Regions from separate parts of the Mus musculus genome. Here regions 1, 2, 4 and 5 are each linked to region 3. The links are chromatin contacts, called in public HiChIP or PLAC-seq and promoter capture Hi-C maps. All regions are on one chromosome and are shown on one strand. The core of a region is the stretch at or near the end of the contact, and the rest is flanking DNA. Distances in the headings are between cores, read along the strand shown.

Evidence for each region. Promoter capture Hi-C pulls out the DNA fragments that hold promoters and counts their contacts. HiChIP or PLAC-seq counts read pairs in DNA pulled down with a chosen protein or histone mark. Capture Hi-C pulls out chosen DNA fragments and counts their contacts.
Region 1: a promoter capture Hi-C map of neural stem cells shows a contact between it and region 3. The contact joins the promoter of Lmtk3 here to the promoter of Nomo1 in region 3. A contact is called at or near these places in 3 of 39 promoter capture datasets (the C10 cell line, neural stem cells and pre-B cells), 1 of 484 Hi-C or Micro-C datasets (B cells), 5 of 115 datasets of contacts at active chromatin or transcription factors (the 230-238 cell line, embryonic basal ganglia, embryonic limb bud and 1 more) and 4 of 9 other capture datasets (adipose tissue, liver, macrophages and 1 more).
Region 2: a promoter capture Hi-C map of pancreatic islet shows a contact between it and region 3. The contact joins the promoter of Tmem143 here to the promoter of Nomo1 in region 3. A contact is called at or near these places in 4 of 39 promoter capture datasets (cranial neural crest, frontonasal cranial neural crest, maxillary cranial neural crest and 1 more), 4 of 484 Hi-C or Micro-C datasets (embryonic stem cells, multipotent progenitors, nephron progenitors and 1 more), 10 of 115 datasets of contacts at active chromatin or transcription factors (the 230-238 cell line, bone marrow-derived macrophages, embryonic stem cells and 4 more) and 3 of 9 other capture datasets (adipose tissue, liver and pancreatic islet).
Region 4: an HNF4G HiChIP or PLAC-seq map of pancreatic cancer cells shows a contact between it and region 3. The contact joins the promoter of Grwd1 here to the promoter of Nomo1 in region 3. A contact is called at or near these places in 4 of 39 promoter capture datasets (the HPC-7 cell line, cranial neural crest and embryonic stem cells), 5 of 484 Hi-C or Micro-C datasets (CD4 T cells, Sertoli cells, colorectal tumor organoids and 2 more), 6 of 115 datasets of contacts at active chromatin or transcription factors (the 230-238 cell line, astrocytes, craniofacial prominence and 3 more) and 4 of 9 other capture datasets (adipose tissue, liver, macrophages and 1 more).
Region 5: an H3K4me3 HiChIP or PLAC-seq map of embryonic stem cells shows a contact between it and region 3, with 32 read pairs. The contact joins the promoter of Kdelr1 here to the promoter of Nomo1 in region 3. A contact is called at or near these places in 4 of 39 promoter capture datasets (erythroid cells, neural stem cells, neutrophils and 1 more), 12 of 484 Hi-C or Micro-C datasets (CD4 T cells, ECoMG myeloid progenitors, Th1 cells and 9 more), 15 of 115 datasets of contacts at active chromatin or transcription factors (the 230-238 cell line, the SCID.adh cell line, bone marrow-derived macrophages and 8 more) and 5 of 9 other capture datasets (adipose tissue, embryonic stem cells, liver and 2 more).

The regions. Positions count from the first base shown.
Region 1 is chr7:45,784,002-45,786,701 of GRCm38.p6, reverse strand. It overlaps Lmtk3 (lemur tyrosine kinase 3), which reads right to left and starts at 1,355. Exons shown (of 15, transcript NM_001290990.2): 1 at 1,021-1,355; 2 at 118-251. The coding sequence starts at 1,096. Gm5897 (predicted gene 5897) reads left to right here and starts at 2,235. Exons shown (of 2, transcript NR_153811.1): 1 at 2,235-2,700.
Region 2 is chr7:45,895,710-45,898,409 of GRCm38.p6, reverse strand. Tmem143 (transmembrane protein 143) reads right to left here and starts at 1,341. Exons shown (of 8, transcript NM_144801.2): 1 at 1,309-1,341; 2 at 744-975. The coding sequence starts at 1,331. Syngr4 (synaptogyrin 4) reads left to right here and starts at 1,699. Exons shown (of 5, transcript NM_021482.2): 1 at 1,699-1,802; 2 at 2,519-2,700. The coding sequence starts at 2,627.
Region 3 is chr7:46,032,370-46,035,069 of GRCm38.p6, reverse strand. Nomo1 (nodal modulator 1) reads right to left here and starts at 1,374. Exons shown (of 31, transcript NM_153057.4): 1 at 1,098-1,374. The coding sequence starts at 1,238.
Region 4 is chr7:45,829,455-45,832,154 of GRCm38.p6, reverse strand. Grwd1 (glutamate-rich WD repeat containing 1) reads left to right here and starts at 1,366. Exons shown (of 7, transcript NM_153419.2): 1 at 1,366-1,560; 2 at 1,746-1,863; 3 at 2,011-2,173. The coding sequence starts at 1,374. It also overlaps a transcript of Grin2d not described here.
Region 5 is chr7:45,871,431-45,874,130 of GRCm38.p6, reverse strand. It overlaps Kdelr1 (KDEL (Lys-Asp-Glu-Leu) endoplasmic reticulum protein retention receptor 1), which reads right to left and starts at 1,291. Exons shown (of 5, transcript NM_133950.2): 1 at 1,030-1,291; 2 at 272-372; 3 at 1-88. The coding sequence starts at 1,120.

The DNA of each region.
Region 1 (2,700 bases), core at 106-2,605, 250 kb after region 3:
AGCCCAATTTCCGCTAGTGTGCGCATCCCAAAGCCGTAGGTCTTGGGAGTGCTCTGGGACCTCCAGTCTCTTTGCTGCCTGGGGTCTTTCTCCCAGGTTAGTCCTAGGGCACCTCACCTTGAAACGAACATCACCCCGTTTGCAACACAGACAGGTAAGGAGGAGAAAGATGAAGGCCAGCAGACCCGAACAGGAAATGAGGACCACAGCGTAGGGCGGAGCCAAAGGGGCCCGGCTCAGAGCGAATCCATCTGTGGGCATAAGGCTAGGCTGGGGTCTGGGCTTCAAGACACTGGCTACCGGACTCATGCCCCTCCCATCCTAGGCTAGTCTTGGACTACAACCCCCATGATGCTCCGAATCCAGGGGCTCCTTGGCAGGGGAGCCAGGTGGTCTAACGTATTGTGGGAGTTGTAGTTTAAGGTCTTCCCAGGTGGTTGGGGGTGGGGTCCCTCCTATCGTTTCAAACTGGGACCCACCCCCCACCCCAAACGCATCCCGTAACCCGGATACATTCCAGTGACCAGCAATAGTGAGGCCTGGAGCTCTGAGAATTTACAATATGCTACCATAGACAGCTTCATGACCATCATTCCCCCAATAGCAGGCTGTTGGCAGATATTTGCCCCGAGCTGAACGCACTGCCCACCCCACGCCTGAAGGGTGACTGAGAACTGTTTCTTTTAAAGACACAGGGAACACAGACTTGTTCTCTAGCCTCAGCCTCAGACCTGAGGGAGGGGTCTCTGCAAAGCCTCAGCTGTGTTCCCCTTAGAAATAGGGTCTCTCTCTTTCCCAAAGGCCGCGGCCTTCCATCTCCCCGCGCACCCGTGTGCACTCGCGTGCACATGAGCTCACATGCACGCTCACAAGCACGCACTCGGCCCGCAGCCCACTCCCCACCCGCCCTGGCTGGTCTCCCTGGCCCTGCAGACCCGTTGGTCCCCAGGGACTGCGCACAGGTGCCGGGCGGACCCGGTGGGGGTGGGGCGCGGGCCGCGGACGGCTGGACATACTCACCCGGGTGCGCTGGGGACGCCAGGCAGCCGGAGGCGGAGACGGCCGCCAGGAGGATGAGTGCGCCGGGTGCAGGCATCTTGTCCAGGATGGAAGGGAGGTGGAGGAATCGGCGGCTGGGGAGGAGGGGGGGCGGGCCCTCAGCCCCCAGCCATGGGGACCCGCTCAACCCTGGCCTCCCTCAGCCCAGGAGAGGGGCGGGAGATGCAGGACAGGGGGAGGGAGGGGTTGCTTACTGGTTCTGATACCCCCCTCCCCCTCCTCGAAAGGACAGACGGATGAAGGGATGGAGAGGCGGACGGAGGAGAGGAGCTGGGGAGCCGGGGTTGCTGGGGTAGGGGGGAGGGGAAGATGGGGGGGGGAGAGAACGAGGGCCCCGCCCCCGAGGACAATCGGGATTGGGGGAGCAGAGAGCCTGTCAGAGGAAGGGTGGGAGGAGGAAGGAGGGAGCGTTGTCATGGCAACTGGTTCCCGGTTGCATTGGCTGCCAGGCGGGAGGGGAGAATAGGGAGGGGGAGGAGGGACAGACAGAGACCAACAGACCCTTGGAGGGGGGCAGGGTCCACAGTGCGTGGCCCTGACACCACTGTGACACAACACTGGTGCCCACACGTGTGCTACATGCTAAGATGCAGATAGCAAGCCCACGCAGCCCACACACAGCTGAGACATGTCACAGGAACCTTCACAAGCGCCTCTCATACAAAGGTGGACAGCCATCAGCAAACGGAGACAAGGACACGTCACACACAAAGACACAGGGACAGACCACACTGAGAATGCATAGGCAGTCCAGACTCTGGTTGGTACAGATTCACCCAGCCACACAGGAATACCCAGCATCACATGAACACACACGCACACGCACACATACAACACAGAGCTCCAAACATAGGGAGGTATCACAAAGATCCATTCAGACCCTTTGGGACATGAGGAGGCATGCTGTCATAAACTGATATTCCACACAGGCAACAAAGAACACACAGAAATCACTAACTCAAACACGTAAAGCCAGTTGCATGCACACAGACACAGGCTTGTCAGTCACATATGGAGCATACAGAAACAACACATGCATGTATGCAGGCACGGGGTTTGCACATTGCTCACCTTCAGGGACAAATGCATATCACATACATGCACACGGGAACACACGGTTCATACATGCAGAGCTACATAGCTTATGCAAAAACACAAATATAGAACGGGTACAAACATGCCCTGTGCACACGTATTACACACAAAGGCACACCACCTACCTAAATAGACAGCATGAATGGACACACTCTTTAGACGTGATTATGAGGACTCCTTATCCACTGCAGTCTCACACCACAGACATCAACACACATGGGCACAAAAGATGCATAAGCGTAGTTTATTTCATGTATTTATTCTTGGCAGGATTTACTCTGCGCCAGGCGTTTCCCAAGATTTACAGTATTACCTTCCAATCATTACAACAGCCCCCAAGACAGGTTCTTTTTTCATGCCCAATGTATAGGTAAGGAAACTGAGGCACAGAGAGGGGCAGTCACCTGCCCCATGCACAGAACAGGGGATAGGCAGAGGTAAGGCTGGAACCTGGCCGTCAGGGACACCGACACATCAGACAAGACACACACACACACACACATCACGTGCCAGGCTGCAGTCTCGGGGTCCCACCCTACGCGGCGG
Region 2 (2,700 bases), core at 92-2,591, 140 kb after region 3:
TGGAAGAGCAGTCAGTGCTCTTAACCACTGAGCCATCTCTCCAGCCACTAGGGGGAGTTTTTGATGAGATTGTTTGTGCTTGTACGTATGCATGTGGGCATAAAATCTAGCACGGGACTTGGTAGACACAGCAGGTGTTCAGTAAATCACTATTATACTAATGATCATCTGACAGTGATGGAGGGCTGAGAGCTCAAGCTATGGAATAGATCAGGGGTGAAGTAAGGGGCGCACTCTAGAGTCAAGCAAGCATGGGCCACTCACTGTAGCTTTGGATGGGTCACTGCCTTTAAACCTGTAAAATGGGATAATGGTGGCCTCTCACAGGGTTGTTCTGATGGCTCTATACATTACAAACACTTAGCACGGTGCCACGGAATAAAGAGCTCAAGGTGTGATAATAATTATCATTATGGCTTTGCAGATACAAATTTATTATGTACTAGAAAGGAATTATGAGGATGATAGTTACATCTATTTCAAGGGAAAAACTTATGTCCCAGTGTGCCTGTTCAAGGCCCCAGAAGAAGCCCAAGTCCAGAGATCTTTAGGCATCTCATCTTGGAGTTCTTTCTAGCCCCTGCATTCCAACTTTCTCGAACCCACTAGGAACGCCAAAGGGACCAGAAACTACACTCCCAGGAGGGCGCTAGCGCAGACCTCAAAAGCAGGTATAGTGGTGCAGTCGCGAGGTCGGCTGGAAACTGTAGTCTCTAGGTCCTTAGACCACTGATGGGCGGTACCTGTATCAGGAGGCGGAGCAGCTGCTCCTTGGAGAATGGAATGAAGCGCTCGCGGTACTGCTGGGCCCAGTCGCAGGGCTCCTTGGGGTTCCACATCTTGCGGTACACCCCCATCCTGTTCTCCAGGGACGACAGAGCTCGGGGAGTCCCGAGGAGAGCAGGCACCAGGGACCATAGTCGGACCTTGGACCCCCAGGTCACATGCAACATGGCCTGCCCCCTTTCCCAGAGCCTAAACATAAGCAAATGAAGGGGGATGTCAAAGGTCAGTTGGAGGTAGTACCTCCACACACCCCTCCCTTCGGGGACAGTTCCTGGCCAGTCTCCCTCCCTCTAATCCCTTTCCGGTTCCTTCTACACTGCACATTTAGGTTGGCTCCGGAATAGGGTCAGAGGTCGTAGTTTGGAGTATCTTGCAGGCCCAGGGACCCTGAAGCGGTACAAATGGTCTCTGAGAAGCTTAAACAATGAGGTGGAGCTCAGGAGTGTTGAAAAACTAGGAAAAGTTAATAGCGGGTGCTGGGCCGTCCTTCCTGGGCCATGCAATCCCCCACCCTGCCCTCACCTTAACCAACGCGCGACTGTCATTGAGCCTTCTGCGCATGTGCAGTAAGAGGTCCTAGGCCCAGAGGATTGGCTTCAGCAAGCAGTAAGGCGCATGCGCACAGCCTGAGCCGCTTGAAACCATTTAATAGCCTTTATCTCAACTGCGCATGCCTCATCGCTAGTCCTTTTTTTTTTTTTTTTTTTTTTTTTTTTTTAAAGGTAATGCGCACGCGCTGAAGACGTGTGGTCCGCTATTTGGAGCTGGGTCGGGCCCTCGCGCGCGCCCGGCCAACGGCGACCCGCCCAACGTCCGCCGAGACCACGCCCTTTCCATAGTCAGTTCGGATAGGCGGAAAGGAAAGGGGCGGGACTTGGCTGCAGCCAATCATCTGTAGAGGACAGAAAAGGCGGGAAAAAGAGGAACCAAAAAGAGGCTAGAGGTGGCTCCCGGGACCAGGAGAGGAAGCCAGGCAGGCAGAAGAGGAACGCAGGTCCTCGGCCCTCGGAGAAGAGGTGGTTCTCTTCAGCCAGCGTCCCCTTGGGGTCTCAGCACTTCCGCCCCCAGGTCCTTAGAAGGGAAGCCCCTAGTCTAAGGAGGTTGCCATGACTCTCATACCGAGTGGCAGCTGGTTTCTGAGGCTTCAGTCTTAAGACAATATGTCATCCTGAAACAGAGCTGAAGCCTAAGCAAGCCTGGTGTTACGGAAAATGACCCAAGTTAGGGAACACCTCAAATATTGCTGGGCTCTACGTGGTCTTCTATACCTAGGGTAGCTGCATTCCCTCAAGGACCAGTCTACAGTCCCCCTATTGACCCCACTCTGAGGGCCCAGCAGACCTGCCACCCCTTATCACCCTCATCCTGTATTCCCAAAATCTAGGGCCCTCAGAACCCTCTGGCCCCTTATCAGCACCTGAAACCTCCAATAGCCCATCAGCCTACATTTCCAACTTCTGGAACCCCGAAGCAGCCTTCCAGCCGTGCTCCCATTTCCAGAACCTCCCACATACCCTATCATGTCTCATCTCCAGCACCTAAGACCACCCAGCAGTTTCTCACCCCATATTCCTGACAACTGAAAACGGGAGCAGCCAGCCCCTTCAGCCCACCCCCTCTGTTCCTAGGGCTCCTAACAGCCCCTCAGCCTATCCATCCCCACAAAGGAAGGGCCAGTACTCCCCACTCCCAGCACTTTTACTCTGACATTCCCATTCCTCTTTTCTTGCAGTAGCTGAGCCTTGAGGTGGGTCTGAGGCACACAGGAAGTGGTGCCCAGAAAGCAGCACCCAACACCCCTGCCCCTACCTCCCGGGACACCCAAAGAAGAGCAGCCACTATGCACCTCCCTGAAAGCCTCCACGACCTGGCAGACAATGAGACTGTGCGCTTTCTGAGGAGACCAAAGAGCAT
Region 3 (2,700 bases), core at 125-2,624:
TCTCCTTCCTCTCAAAGCTGCAGAAAGCTCAAGCTGAAAAGCCTTCCAGGGCAGCTTCTGAGATGCCCAATGCTACAAAGCCAGTAGGTGGCACGGCCCCTGGTGACATGGAACCAGGACATACTCCTGTAATCCAGCACTGTGGGAAACAGAGGCAAGAGTGTCCAGAGTTCAAAGCCAGCCTTGGGTATATTGTAAATCTAAGGCCATACTGTGTCTCAAAAAATTGGAAAATCAATTATAAATCAACCAACGAGGTAGAGGGACTCTACAGAGAAAGCCTGGAAGATGACAGTTGATTCTCCGCGTCGGGAAATCTTACACCACCTCTAACCCCACCTAGAAGAAAGGTAGTTTGAAGAAAGGCTACGCCCACAGGAATTCAGGGTGGGAACGGCTTCTCACCTTTTCCCCCCGGCCCCACTGGGTCAGCTCAAAGGGCTCTCGGGTGCCCTTCTCTTTGGCACCTCCACATTTCTCCTCCTTGGGCACCAGTCTTTACCTCTTCCCATCTCCCTCCTTTCTCTGGCAGCACTACCAGCCCTCCTGGGAAAACCTAGCCTAGCTCTCTCTCCAATCCCCTGTGTCTACTTCTACCCCACCCCCTCTTCTCACAGGCTTTCTGGGTCAGAATCCCACCGGGTTGATAACCACTTCACATTAACTTTCGACTCAGTCAAAAATAACTCCACAAATCTCTAGTGTAATTCCAGCAACTATGCAAGGTGGCTGGCAACTTTAAAAAGGAGAGGTGGGGAAGGTAGGGCAGCTTCGCAGCCCCAGAGGTTGTTACACTGTTCCATGTCAGGACTTAGCAATGGGAATCGATCATCTTTAAATTCATCCCAGGGAGGATGGAGGAGCGGTAAGTCCGAGCCTTGGGGTCTTTAGTACGGAGAGTGACACGTGTGGTTTCCAAGTTCTGCAATATGGGTTGGGCAGATTAGAGTTTCGGAGGTCCTGGTATGGGGGAGCCGGGGTCGGGCAGACCCTCTCGGCCTTCCCGCTCCTCGGCGCGGCTGAGGAAGAGTGCAGAGCAGCCGAGAGCCTGGCCAAGGGTCATCCAGCCCACCCGGCTACGCGCGGCCGGGGCTCACCTCGATGAGCGAGTAGTTGATCTCCACGTCCGACTTCACGAAACCCCCGCAGCCTACCACGATGTCCTCGGAGCCGATCGCGCGCCCCGCGCCGCTCAGTAGCAGCAGCAGCAGCGCCGCGGCACACCGGCCCGCACGCATGGCCCGGCCTCCGCGTGCCTACCCTCCGCAACCCGCCCGGTCCCGCCCCTCACACCGCACGCAGCCGGCTCCTTCCTTCTCCTCGCTGGGCTGACAAGCCCAGGACCCGCCCCGGAGCTGCTCTGCGCAGGCGCGCCGCGGCCCTGCGCCCACGCCCCCAAGAAAGACCGACGCGACACGCGATCCGCCCGGAATGATGGCCGCTTGCGCCTCTGGCGTCCTGGAGGACTCTGCGCAGCCTCTGGAAGGAACAGCCCAGACAGGCTTCCACTTCAGAGTCATCGTCACGGCTAAGAGCTTTTTTGTTGATTAATGTATTCAACAAAGCCCAAGTCTTTTTGACTCACATATTTCACGCCAGATGTAATTTCAAAAAGCCCTTTAGAAATGTGTTATTTAGTTCTTTTTCCCACGACGCCATCTCTTACCAGTGCTTGACTGTATATTAAAATTTTGTTTTAGCCAAACAAGTCTAAGGCTTGCCTGAACCACAGGGCACATTCAAAACCAACCTGGGCAACTTTAGCCCTGCTTGGGTTACATAGAGAGTACTAGGGTAACCAGAGAGTAAGGGTGGGGGGTTGGGGGGTGTCTTGGGTTGACGGCAGTCAGTAAAGTGTCTCACAATGATAAGGATCTGAGTTTGACCCCCAGAACCATGCTAACACCAGCAACCTCAGCACTGGGGAGGTGGAGACTGGAGGACCCCCGGGGCTCACTGTCTAGTCTAAGGGGAGAACAGTAAGAAGCTCAGTCTCCGAGGATGTGGGTCACCTTCCTACCTGACAGTGATACTCCAGGCGTCCTCTGATGGATGTGCTGGGGCAGAAGGTTTATTATAGACATCTGGGAGAGCACAGCCAGAGGCGGGAACATCTGGGAGAGTCCAGAGTGAACGTGACCCTGAGCCATGAGAAGAGACAGGGAGGGGAAGGGAGAGTGGAGAGAGGGGAACCAAGTGCAGCAGCCAGGAGGCACAGAGGTGTAGCCCTGGAGAGTTCAGGGCAGGGGATGGGGGATGTCAGCCATGGTGGCCCTGTAAGAGTTAGGAGCTGAGTGTTGCTGATAGAACCTGGGGGCCAGGTCCGCTTTAATATGTTAAATAGGCACCTCAGCGGTGTGTCCCAGGTTTGACACCTCACACTGCTTCCATGATGGACGATAGAATTTGAGGTAATCTGGAATCTGTGTTCCTGGGCCATGGCTCAAAATGGCTCCAGAATAAACTATCTATTATTCCCCTTAAGATGAGAGCTCTGGTTTTGTGTTGACACACCCACACATGTGCACATAAAGAAATCTGTGCATCTGGCTTCTTTATTACCAATGATGTATTTCTGTTGACATGGTTTTCCATTACAAATGATGCTGTACTTGGCTTTGAGACTTCATCTCACTAGGTAGCCCTGGTAGGCCTCAAACTCACTTACATCCCCCTGCCTCTGCCTCCTGAGTGCTGGGG
Region 4 (2,700 bases), core at 117-2,616, 200 kb after region 3:
TCTCCTCCACGAAAGTCCTACCTTTACCTGTCTCCCCCCACTCACCTACCACCCCAGATGCCACCAATCACATCTTCAAGTCCAGCCCTTATTTGTGACCCTTCAGTGATAATCCAGCAGACACTCCACCCCCAGGTCTCCTTTCCCAGATTTCAGCAGGGTCTGAGGCTGGGCTGAGAGGAGGGTCTGGGAGCCCACACCTGACCTTTCCTCCCCTCTCCCGCTCCTACACTGCAGTGTTTGGAATAAAACCATGTTTTTACGCCTCCTCAGTCCAAGCCTGAGTTCTGTGTCTGTCCCTTCAACTTCTCTGGAGAAAAATGGAAACTGAGAACTGAGTCCTTAGGGAGGACAGTCAGACAACAGAAACTGGGCTGGTGGTGTAGCGGAGGCAGGGTGTTGTAATATTCATAACACCCTGAGTTCAGTCCCCAGTCCTAGAAAACAGGAGATTGGGGAAAGCACAGTCAACCCCAGGAAGCGGCAAGAGTCCAGGGGAGAGGGGTGGAGAGGTGACAGGGCAGAGACAACACCCCCAAGAGTAGAGATACAAAAAGGGATGCACAAATTAGGACCAAATCTAGAGACCTACTCCTTGCTACTGGCAAGAATGATTTGATGGGTTATTTTATGCAAATGGAGAGTGGCCAACCCACGCCTTGAATCTCCTTAATCTCACCAGTGAGGATCTGTTTCCAATATTTCATTACTCCAATTAACCAAAACTCGGGTGTACATGGGTAGATAAAGAGAGCTGACTCAGTTGTAGCAGCAGCCTCAAGAGAGACTTTCTGATTAAGTGCCTGCTGACCAGAGCTGCCCTGGGAATGCCTGGTTGGGAAATGGTCTGCCCCTGGAGGATAGATCCAATCCACTAACTTATACATAATGTCCAGCCTGTCTACCCTAAAGCATTTTGAAATAATTTAAAACCATCATAACAAGGAGAGGAGAAGAAATCGGCCTTAAAGGTCCTCGGGGAACAGAAGCCCAGTCTCCTTGCCAGTAAGTGCTCGTTTACATACATGAATAATTAACTAAATGGAAAGACAACCCTGGGAATGAAAGGTGGAAGATGGAGAGGGCTCTGAAGCCGAGGACTTCTGTAGAACTACAACTCCCAGAAGGTCTTGCCATTGCTGCGCGGAAGAATTCCCCAAGGTCACACGAAAGACAAAATTGCTCCTAATATAAGTCTTCTCACTGAGCCAGGACGCGGTTACTTTGTGGCGGCCATCTCTCTGCGCATTACCTTCTTCTGGCTGGTTCACAGGTTTCCAAGGTAACAGTACAGTGGGACGGGTCTTAGACTGTGGGAGGTGAAACCCGGAAGTGACGCTCTCACTTCGCGTCCGGGGCAAGAAGGTTCGAAGATGGCGGCGCGCAAGGGCCGGAGTCGCACGTGTGAAACCGGAGAACCCATGGAGGCTGAAACCTGCGACCCAGGAACCGAAGGCCCATCCCAGGTCTACCTGCCCGGCAGAGGGCCGCCACTGAGCGAGGGAGAGGAGCTGGTAATGGATGAAGAGGCCTACGTGCTGTACCATCGTGCGCAAACTGGTAGGCAGAGGGACCTGACTCTCGGGTCCAGGGAAATGAAAGGCCTGTCTTGGGGTCTGGGGGACGAAGGGTCTGGAGTCTGAGGATTGTGACCCTGCAGACTGCCGGCCTTTGGAGGAGGTGGAGGCCGAGTTCCCAGTCTCTCGTTCCTACTCAGCAACTCTAATCTCCCCGCCCATCCCTAGGCGCCCCTTGTCTCAGCTTTGACATAGTTCGAGATCACTTGGGCGACAACCGGACAGAGCTCCCTCTCAGTCTTTACCTGTGTGCGGGAACCCAGGCGGAGAGCGCCCAGAGCAATAGGTGAGACCCAGGACCTTTGCAAGACATCCACAAGGCCCCACGCATTAGGGCTCTCTGCTAATGCCAGACCTAAAAGTCTGGGACCCCAGCCTCCCTCCTCCTTCAACATCCCGGCACTCAGTTTCTAACCCGTATTTGCTTCCCCAGACTGATGATGCTTCGGATGCACAATCTCCATGGCACCAGGCCGTCACCCTCAGAGGGCAGTGATGACGATGAGGAAGATGAAGATGAAGAGGATGAGGAGGAGCAGAAACCTCAGCTGGAACTGGCCATGGTTCCTCACTACGGTGGCATCAACCGAGTTCGGGTACAGTCTTTCCAGGGGCTTGTTAAGGATTCTCTGCAGCACACCCCTCCCCCTAGATCCAAATGTCTCTCAGTACCTCCTCCAGCCCCTCAGCTTCTCTCCCTCCCCCCTCATTTTCAGACATTTTCACTCTATGAGCTGATAAACAGATAATAAAGGCTGAAACAGCTCCTGATTGTGGTGAAACGCAAGGGTGTTACTGAGCTGTTGCTTAGGAACTGAGGCAGGATAGAATGAGTTCAAAGGCAGCTTAGTGGTAGAGCGCTCACCTCAAGTTCAATAAATAGAGCACTTTATGATCAGGTAGATGAGCAAAAAAGGGAGACGGTATACAAGGAGCATGTAGAGCAAAAGCCAACCCGTAGCTGGACCTGTCTCTGTTGGACCTGTATCTGTTACATTATTCCCAGAAGGTTTAGCCTGTAGACAGAAAGCTCTGGGCCCATGAACATAACATACTAGTGGGAAAGGGAACAAGAGAAAGCTTGTAGTTTGTTACAAGATGCTGAGTGTGGTAGTATAAGGGT
Region 5 (2,700 bases), core at 42-2,541, 160 kb after region 3:
GGAAAGTGTCGTGGTTGCCATCATAAGTAGCTTTGAACTTGCTGTAGATCATCCACACCGTGGTAAAGGAACAAGCTATGTAGACCACCTGATAAGAGGGTAACAGGGCATCTCAGCTCACAGGTAGGGCCTCAGGTCACGGTGAGGGAGAGAGAAATCATGTTCCCCAGCCACCTCCCTCAGACCATATGTCTAGGCCCAAGCCTCTTTGGTGACTCCTCCCTGATCCCTGGCCTGGAACCCTGCCACAGGGGGCTGACTGCAACTCTACCTTCATGCAGGTGTTGTAGAGTGAAATGTAGTTGGTGAACAGGTCCAGATATCGGGCAGTGAACACCACAGCAAACAGGACTTGGCTCTTCCCTGAAATGCCTGGTTGAGACAGAGAACGAAGGGCAGGGTGGAGGGAGCTGGAGGTGGGCTACTTGGGGCAATAATAAACTAACATGCAGCGCCTGGGCCAGCCGGCTGGAGCTCTAGACCACAGCGATTCCCCAAGGCCTTTAAGCCTGAGCTCGGCCCTTTTTCCACCATCCACAGGCAGGGGGCAGCCGGCTCCAAAAATACTAGAGACCGAGGCTCTATCCCAGGCTAGGCCTCGCCGGTCCTTCTGTCTCCCTCAGGTCCTCCTGACAGTCTAGACCTACACTGGGACCTAGGGAGAGCCCTGCCTGACTTCAGCCTCCCAGTCGGTCACCTTCCTCCCGCTCCCTTCCTGGCCTTCCACAGTCCACGTCACCAACTCCCAGCCACCTCCCCGCCTGCCATGGCTCCTGGTTCCCAGCCCCGGAACACCCAGAGCTGTCCCAAAGGGTGCTGCAGAAGGTTGAACTGAACGCCCGAAGCCACCCCCACCAAACTATGTGTACCCCTTAGTCTAGGGAAAGGAGCTGACCCCCTGGTGACCCTAGAACTAGAAAAGTGATCCCCAGCAGGCAGTCCGGGAGGACTCTGACCTGCCGAGCTCCAGCCTTCCCGGTGCCCCAGAGCGGCCCGCTCCCGCCCCCTCTCCGCGGGGGGGCCTCTCACCCGCACACGATCGGGACTTCCAGATTTTGAGCAGTAACAAGATGATAGCTAGGAGGTGGGAGAGGTCTCCCAGGAATCGGAAGAGGTTCATGACTGGGGGACTCGGGCAGGGCTGAGCTGGGTGGGGGGGGAGGCTGGCCGGCCGGGCTGCCCCGGAGCTGCGGTGCTGCTGGGTTGAGGGCGGGAGAGAAGCCCTTCGGTAGCTCAGCTCCGGGGAAGGGGCTCTGGAAGGTGAGCCGAGGCCGGAGCTGGTGGTAAAGCTGGCTGGGAGAAAAGGGAGGAGGGCCGAGGTGGGAAGGGAGGAGTCTGAGCTGTAGCGCCACCCCAAGGGCGGGTTGACTGTCTGGCGCCCTCTGGCGCCTGCAACCTGCTTTGCAGAGTCGTATCGAATAAGCCTACTAACTGATGGAAGGGTCTTTAGGGTCCCACATTCCCAGGTGCCTTCTCTTTAGTAAGGAACTGTAGAGAGTTCGTCTAACCTCTGCCCTTAAACAGGAATCCTGAAGTTTGAGTTCTGAATCTAAAGATCCTAGTGCTGTGTTGGGTGATGGTGTAGCCTGTAATCTTAGTACTGGGAGGATGAAGCAGAGGGACCCCCCAGTTCCAGGCCTAGGGCTCCACAGTGACAGTCTATTCCTGCACAAATTATTAATACTAATAGTAACAACAACAAGAATCCTGGAGATTAAGAGGGTAGACTTCTAGCTTTGTCTGTGATCTCTAGTCCCAATTCAGTTAGAAAACCCAGGCCCCACTGCCACACACTCGGGGATCCTGACTGAGCCTACCGCCTCTACAATCCTATCCCCAACAATTACTTTATTGCTCAACATTCTGACCTGGGAATCTACACCCATAACTCCATCCTCCTTCTAAGACCCAAAATGCCAGGTCCTGGCTCTTTCAGAAACTGTCATGACCCGAGTCTTCCCAGGTCTTAGGGCACGAGAAGCAGGGCTCCAATCGACTGCTACAGGCCTAGGTCCCAGCGCCTCTACACATTCATATTCTCCCTCTCTCTTCCCCTCCTCCACCTCTCTTTCTCCACCTCCAACTTCCATTCTCAGGGACCCGGGAATCCTGAAGCACACTCCTCCCAATGTTAGATACTAAGGACTGTCCTACCAGAGGCAAGATGGACAGGTGACTTTATGGGACCTCAGAACCTCAAAAGTAGGGTTATAGTTTAGGATTACTGTGTCTGTGACAAAGGAAGCAGTTTTCCTCCAGGGAATTGTGTACTCAGAGCTGTGAGAGACTAGTCCCTCACTCATCAAGTGGTCCCTCAGTGAGGAACTTGCTCAAGACCTGGCCCCCAGGTATGATCGAGAAGGACTAAGGGAGAATCTGTGGTCTTCGAAAGGAGGGCTGTTATCTAAATTCCTGCTTCTGAGAGAACAGGGCCAGGCATTGGACCCCAAATCTGAAATAGAAGATCCACAACTTGGAATCCAGGGATTCTGGACCCCTGGTTTGGAGGGAGGATGGCTGGGATCTAACCCCTAGGTCACAGAAAATGGTGCCAGAGTCTGGCCACCTAGGCCTGAAAGAAGAGGGTCGAGTATGGACATCTAGGTCTGAGGGAGGAGGGGACTGGGAGCCTAGCCCCATAGGTTTAAGGGGAGGGCTACAGTCTGAGGTAGGAGAACTGGGATCCAGCCCCATCCGTCT